Regions from separate parts of the Gossypium raimondii genome. Here region 2 is linked to region 1. Evidence: chromatin contacts called from public Hi-C data. All regions are on one chromosome and are shown on one strand. The core of a region is the stretch at or near the end of the contact, and the rest is flanking DNA. Distances in the headings are between cores, read along the strand shown. Region 1 holds the start of LOC105804456 (tubulin alpha-5 chain). Region 2 holds the start of LOC105804450 (syntaxin-132).

The links. A called contact is a pair of places that touch in the nucleus more often than the background predicts.
Region 2: a Hi-C map of leaf shows a contact between it and region 1, with 2.4 times the contacts expected there. The contact joins the promoter of LOC105804450 here to the promoter of LOC105804456 in region 1. A contact is called at or near these places in 2 of 2 Hi-C or Micro-C datasets (both in leaf).

Annotation. Positions count from the first base shown.
Region 1 is chr11:16,179,451-16,183,350 of ASM2569854v1, forward strand. LOC105804456 (tubulin alpha-5 chain) reads left to right here and starts at 2,262. Exons shown (of 5, transcript XM_012637097.2): 1 at 2,262-2,499; 2 at 2,919-3,133; 3 at 3,224-3,423. The coding sequence starts at 2,387.
Region 2 is chr11:16,418,458-16,422,417 of ASM2569854v1, forward strand. It overlaps LOC105804450 (syntaxin-132), which reads right to left and starts at 1,392. Exons shown (of 13, transcript XM_012637081.2): 1 at 1,094-1,392; 2 at 402-503; 3 at 167-223. The coding sequence starts at 1,111.

The DNA.
Region 1 (3,900 bases), core at 1,012-3,511:
AATTTCTTAACATTTGTGAAATTAAATAACTTAATAATTATCTTATTAGTGAACATTAATTCATTATATAAGCCACTTTAAGTTGAGATTTTGAAACTCTTTTACTTTATTTTTGGGCTAAAAGATCAAAAGGCTTTTAGTAAAAATTTTTTTAAAAAACACTAAAAATTTAAACAGATGGAATTCATTTGTATTAATTGGGGTTAAAATTAAATTAATTTAAAAAATTAACAGAAGTCATTATCAATTAACTTGATCGTTAATTTTTGTTGATATGATAAATGATAAGTCTAAAATATGGTTTAAATTAGTCAAATATACTAAAAAAATTATTGGTAAAATAGGTTGCTCTTTTTTAAATTTAGAGAAATATGTCGTTTTTTTTAAAGAGTGTATAAAAGTGTGTTAAGCTGGACAAGCGTTCATGCTGACACATTAGGGAAAGCATACTAAACTAGGGGTGAGCATTCGATCGAATCGAAAATTTTTAAGTTAATCAAGTTTTCGAATCTCATTTTATCATCCTAACTTTATTTGAAGTTTTCTCGAATCGAGTCTAGTGAGATGGAATTCGAATCGAATCGAATATATTTGTTCGAGTTAAATTTTAAAAAATAATTTTGGGTCCTTGTAACCACTGTCACCCATCGTAATAAAATTTATCCACCTTAATCAATTTTTTTTATTAACTTTCATCACCTCATAATTTATTTATTAATTTTTTATATACTAGTTAGCTTCTTTGCTTGCTTAGTTGTTTCAATTATCTTCAGATTCTTGTCACTATGTATTTTGGAATTAAAAATATATTAAATGTAAAAATATGATTTTTAATAAAAGTTATTTTAAAAATAAAATGTGAAATTGATACCAATATAAAATTTTAACACAAATATTTTATGGCATAATTAATAATTCAATTTTAATATAAATATTCAATATGACTAAACAATTCAATAATATAAATAATATAAAATGTGAAATTTAATTTAATAATATAAATAGTAGATATAAATAAAATTATTACTATTTATGTTTAGTGGTTTTTTTTGGATAATTTTGATTTTTTATTTTAGAGTAAATGGTGAGAAGTAAAAGTTTAGGGGGAAAATAAAAGGTTTTGGGGAATAAAAGTTTGAGAGAAAGTAAATAGGGGGAGTAAAATTTTGGAGGGAAAATATTAAAAAAAAATTGGAGGGGGGAGGGTTTAGGGTAGATGAGAGGTGGGATGAGAAGGGAATAAAAATTTTAGGGAAAAAGTGGGAGGGAGTAAAATTTTGAGAAAAAGTAAATGGGAGAGTATAATTTTGGTGGGAAATGAATTTTGGGTAGATTGGGGGGTTGGGAGGAGACAGGAGTAAAAGTTTTGGGAGGAAAGTGGGAAGGAGTAAAACTTTTGAGGGAAAAGTAAAAAGGTTTGGGAGTTTGGGGTAAAAATATAAAATATTATAGTTTGATATTCGAATTATTCGAGTTATTCGAATTCAAAAACTCAACTCAATTCGAACTCGAAATTTGAAAAAAAAAATTGAGTTGATTCGAATAACTCGAATAACTCGATTCGTTTAACTCGAAATTAGAATTTTTTTATTTTTTCGAGTCGAATCGAATTTTACTCACCCCTATACTAAACGCGTTTTTTGATAATTACAAAGAAAGCGTGTCTAGTTAGACACACTTTCCCTAACAAGTCAATAGAAAACCTCGTTCAGCTGGTGCACTTTCTCCACTCAACTGGACGCACTTTCACACTCTCTCTCCAAAAATGATTTATTTCCCTAAATTTTTTTAAAAAAATCGACCTATGGTACCAATTTTTTCGGCATATTCAACTAATTTAATCTAAAATATGGCAAATGATAATCTATTCCGTTATTAAAAAAAATTAAAATCCACAAAAATTCAAAAAAAGAAATACTCCTCCATCTCAATAAACTTATCACATATTATTATTTAATGATTAAATGACTTTTTTATTATTTTAAATTCATTGTTGATAAGGTCTCTTTTTAAAAAAATGATAGTAAAAAGGGTTTTACTTCATATAGATATGTATGTATGAAGATATTTAATTAATAAGGATGAAAGGGAGTGGTAGCATGCATGGCCAAACAGTTGGAGCATGAGAGAAGGGACAAAGGAAGCCGAGCTGGTTGAACTCCATTATACAGTTGGCTACAAATGGCGGGACCCCAACAAACTCTTCAATTGAATATACTTCTAAACCCCTTTCTCTGCCGCCCTTTAATTACCCCCCCCCCCCCACTTCATCTTTTTCTTACTTTTAACGTTCATTCATTCCTCTTCAAACTTTTCCTTCATAAGAGAGGGTTGAAGAAACACAAAGTATTGTTTCAAATTTGGGTTTTCGAAAACAAGGCAAAAGATGAGGGAAGTGATCAGCATTCATATTGGGCAAGCTGGAATTCAGGTTGGGAATGCTTGTTGGGAGCTTTACTGCCTTGAACATGGAATTCAACCTGATGGGATGATGCCTGGGTACGTTTTGGAACTGGCTTTTCTTCTTTCTTCTGGTAGAAATAGAAATTTCTTCTAATGAATTATGCTTCATGAAAATGGGGTTTTGGTATGAATTGAAGTAAAGCTATAGAATTCAACATAATTTTGTTATGTACTTATTGGATTTCCGCTTTATTTTTTCACTGTTTTGTTGTTCTTTAATAAGCGATTATGAACAATTTGATCAAACTTCTTGCTCATGTGTCTTCACCTCATTAGCTTCCCTAATTCTTTGCTTATAGTGTTCAAATATATAATAGGAGTTCAATAGCAACCAATGCATGTCGGTGACTACTAATTCTTCAGTGAGATAATTTTCAAAGCCTAACAAAATTCTATAAATGGATCACCAATCATTTAATTTGAACCTAACAAAATTCTTTTGTGTTTGATTGCAGTGACACCTCTGTGGGTGCTTGTCATGATGCTTTCAATACCTTCTTTAGCGAGACCGGGTCCGGCAAGCATGTGCCGAGAGCTATATTTGTTGATCTAGAGCCCACTGTGATTGATGAAGTTAGATCTGGGGCTTTTAGACAACTCTTTCATCCAGAGCAGCTTATTTCTGGCAAGGAAGATGCTGCTAACAACTTTGCTAGAGGACATTATACAGGTACAACAATCTCTTCTGCTGTTCCTAAATAGCAGTTTTATTACATCTGGTCACTGGATTAAACTTCTTCGTTGATGTTGCCTGCTGCAGTTGGTAGGGAGATTGTGGATCTTTGCCTTGACCGAATAAGAAAATTGGCTGACAACTGTACTGGTCTGCAAGGATTTTTGGTATTCAATGCTGTTGGTGGTGGAACTGGTTCTGGTTTGGGTTCATTGCTTTTGGAGCGCTTATCTGTTGACTATGGAAAGAAGTCAAAACTCGGCTTCACCATCTTCCCTTCTCCTCAGGTAATTCCCTGAACACTTTAGGGAAATGTATGAGATAATCTAGTTGTTTGCTTAGATTTGCTGTAAAAAAAAGAACAAAAAGAAACTCAATCAATAACACTTTATGAATTATATACAAAAGACTCAATGAAAAATAAGAACTCAAGACACTTTTTTATTCACTGATTTACATCCTTTATATAGGCTGAAACTACAACAACTTTAGCTAAAAAATAGGATAACTCAGAAGCAAAATCACAATCAGATATTAAACCATGATTTTAGCTAACCATCCAACAACTTTATTGAAACTAATTTGAATATTTCATCTGCTGATATGCCCAAGATTTTAGGTCACTAACTAAGTTGGTTGTGAACTTTAATACTCCCCCTCAACGCCAACTCCAAACCTTTTCACAATCCCAAGTTGTGAGCAAAACTTTTCCAACTTAGTTGTACTCAAGCCTTTTATGAACAAGTTTGCAACCTGGTTATTAG
Region 2 (3,960 bases), core at 142-2,641, 240 kb after region 1:
TCCATATCAGTCTTAAAAACTGAGGAATCCTCAAGGTTTCAGTCAGTTTTAGATGAATTACATCCAACAATTCCTAAAATTCATACTAGTAAGCAAAATATTGAAGACAGATATCTTGAAGCTTTGGTATCATACAAGGAATCGGGAAATATATTAAATAAGATACCTGAAGCATTTTGAGTAGCTTATCCAGCTTCTCATATTGTTTATCTATCTCTTGAACCTGGAAAAGACAAAACATAGTATGAGATCAGTGATTCAAGCCATAGCTTATGCCATAAAGAAATTTAATTCCGCCTAAAGAGATGAACACGAAGAAAAGTTGCAATTGCAGTTACGAATCCAATATATTGCTGCTTAGCTTACAGAGGATAGTTATTACATCAAGAAGTCTATAGCACCTTTACAAAGAATTCTTGAAGACAGAGTTCTCCAGAGTTCATTGGAGCTCCTAACTCGACATCTCTACCTTGGGATCCACCTCTAGGGATTTCACAGGACTCCTGCAAGAAATAGAGCACGAGTGCAACTAGTTTATACCAAGCCAAGATAAAAATTACTAAAGCATAATTCAAAGCAGACAAGCTCATCTGCTTATTCTAAACAGACCAAGAATTTACAAAGAGAGCCATCTGAAAATATCTTAATTATACCTAAAAACATTTTTCTATCCACACAAAATTTAAAAATTATATAACACAAGTTCATGCTTAGTTTTTTTCCTTTTAAATTCAACGAATGCTGATTACATTCCTTTACAAGCTTAAGTTATAAGTTCTTTTGATCTAGTTTTCAATACCTAAGACTAACTAATTAATTAGCTTGATAAACTTCTAAATTGATTCAATTCCTACTGAATTAACAGCAATTTCTATTAACCTTCGTCTTATAAGAAAAATGAGCTCACTAGTCTCCTGACAATCATTTCCCAATAACATTAAATTTCTTTTTTTTAATCAGGATCCAAATAAAATATACAAAATGCAGCTATCCTCATCAATAAAAATAATAAAGAAAAACTTAAATCGAAACAAAAACCAACACAGGCAAACAAATAATAAGTAGCAACAATTCGAAAATTGCAAAATGTTACCGTTAAAAGGTTGTTCATTGTGGAAAGATGAACAAGACTCAACGAAGCTTCAAAGAGAAGAAACCAAAAAATGGAGAAAGCTAAAACGAAATTATTAAAAACATATTAAATATAAAATGTGATTAATTAATATTAATATTAATTAATAATAACACAATAACTATTATAATTGTTGATAAGACCTGGTTTTTTTTTTACATTTAAAAAAACCAGGTCTTTTTTTAAATTTTAGGGTTTCAACTTTTTTTTTCTTTTATTTTCCCTGTGAATTTTTAAGAGAGAAAAGGGAGAAACAAAAGAGGTGGGGATCCGTTTCAGAAGAATGGCAAAAGCAAACTTTAAAAAAGCGTGGAGACAGATTATCAAGTACGGTGAATTGTAGGAAATTTATTTAATCATAGGCGTTGAAATTTGTAGGTCCCTCGTTTGATGGATGATTAACGGCCATTGTTGATTAGACACGGTTTCAGATGAGGAACATTCTTTCTCTTTTAGAGTTAGGTCCGCGGAAACTCGAAACTTTGATTTTCCTTGTCTGAAAATGATTCTTTTTAACTTACACATTTGTCCTAGTTACCTTCATTTGTGGGCGGCGCCACGTTGGAGCAAAGCATTCAGCTTGTACAAGGCTATTTTTTCAACCCATTTTAAATATAAATTTTATTTAATATTTTTATAACCTTTATTGTAATTATAATTACATGATTTATAAAATATATTTAATATTGCACATATGTGAAGGATAATGTTTATAAATATATGACCAAGTGGTGTGGGGTTTTTTTTTTCCTTCATTTTATTGTTTGAAATATAATACGCGTAACTATACTCATTTTCCTTTATCGACTTTTATTTAGATGAATAAATAAATTTTTTGTTAGAATTTGATATTACAATATAAATTATTAAAATTGATAAAATTAAAATTAAAATTAAAAAATAATTTATAAAATATATTATATATCATTTTACTGATTTTATTGGAATTTTTAAAATTATACTAACAGATCATTTTGGTAGTTAGAATTTTTAAACGTATATTTTTGCAAAAAGTATTATTATTTTTTGAATTAAAAGCACATTATTTAGTATATTAATAGTTTATTTTACAAATAAAAACTATTAAGTAAAAAATATATAATAATATATTTTTAAATTAATATTTTTCGTATCAAGATCTAGAAGGGGGGTTCATCCTCTGGCTCCAACTTTTTATTTACTTACTATTTTCTCTTATTCAACGTTCAACATTTTCATCCCTTCAACTACCTTGGATCATTGGCGGGCTGACTCAATCAAATATTTATATAAAACAATTGAACCTTCCCCATTTCCTACATAAATCTACTTCTGTCTTAAAAAAAAAAAAAAACCTTTGCATCTGCCTGTCTTAACATGTCAAAGGTACATACATCTCTAGATTTCATTTTAATTATGTTGCCTTTGGATCTTTATTTCATTTTTCTGAAAGCTTGTTAATATAAAGGGTTTGATTTTTACTGATCAGTTGTTTTGATCGTTTAATTGGGGAAAATGAATCTGGGTTTCTTTTCTTGGCTTGTGAAATAATGTAGAGATAATCATCCATGTTGATAAATACTGTCTGTTGAAGAAGATCTTGATTGTCTTGTGTATCTGTCAAAGGTAATTTAGTGCTGGGGTTGCATTGGGGAACTGTTTTTCTTGTTTCAGATAGTTTGAATATTCTTACATGTTGTAATGTATTAAATTGGACCAAAAAGAAATTTTATATACCAAATTAAGAAAAAAACATCAAGTTCTAATATCAAAGTGGGCAAAAGAAGCTTAGGTACCAAATAATATATTAATCTTTTTAAAAATAAGTACCATATTTTAACGGAATAGTAAAAATGTAAAAAAATTAATATGATATATTTTAATAATTAAATGTAAATAGAAATATTTTTTCTATTTTTTAAACTATAAAATAAGCTATTTGGGCAAGTCGTGCCTAGACCTAATAATGGGTCGGGCGATATGTAAAATTTTATAAAATTGGCCTAGCTTGACTCAAAAAATAGGTCTAAAATTTTGCCCAAGCTCGACTTGGATAAAAAATGCTAAATCCGAGCTTGGCTCGGCCTGTCCGTATTAATTTTTATATATATTATTTTTATATAAAGCAAATTAAAAATATAAAACATCAAATACAATAAAACATAAATTTTTTAACATGATAGCTCGTATGACAATTCACATGTGCTTTATGCTAATTTTTATTTTTTAAATTTATCATAAATTTTAAATTATTTGTTGACATGACATATAAGATAAATTGTACCATGTTAGCATGAACTACACACGATTTCCATGTTAGTTGCCATGCCAACATTGTTAAAAAAATAAATGTTTTAGTAGACATTTTGTTAAAAATAAGCTATTTGACACTTTTTGAAACACAAATGGTTAAATTTAGTTAAAAATTAATAAAAGCTAAATTGACAAAAAAAAAGTCGAGGACTACATTTAAAATTATACTTTTTTAACCACCTACGAAATTTTAGGAGTTAATAATAAACTCCACAGAACCTAATAATCAAGTTAAAATATGCCATAAATCTAATACTTTTCACAAATTTAGAATTTAGTCTCTATAATTTTATTTCTATAAATTTAGTCTTTTATTTTTTTAATTTCAAAATTTAGGTCTGATTATTAACCTTGTTAAATTTTTTTGTGAATTTTGGTGTGACATTTTGAAATAAAAAATACTCAGTTGGTAGTTATGTAACTAAAAGAATGGCATTGTAATAAGCTTAGATTTAATAAAATAAATTTAACAATATTAACAATTGGATCTAAATTATGAAATCAGCAAAATAAAGGAACTAAATTCCAAAAAATAA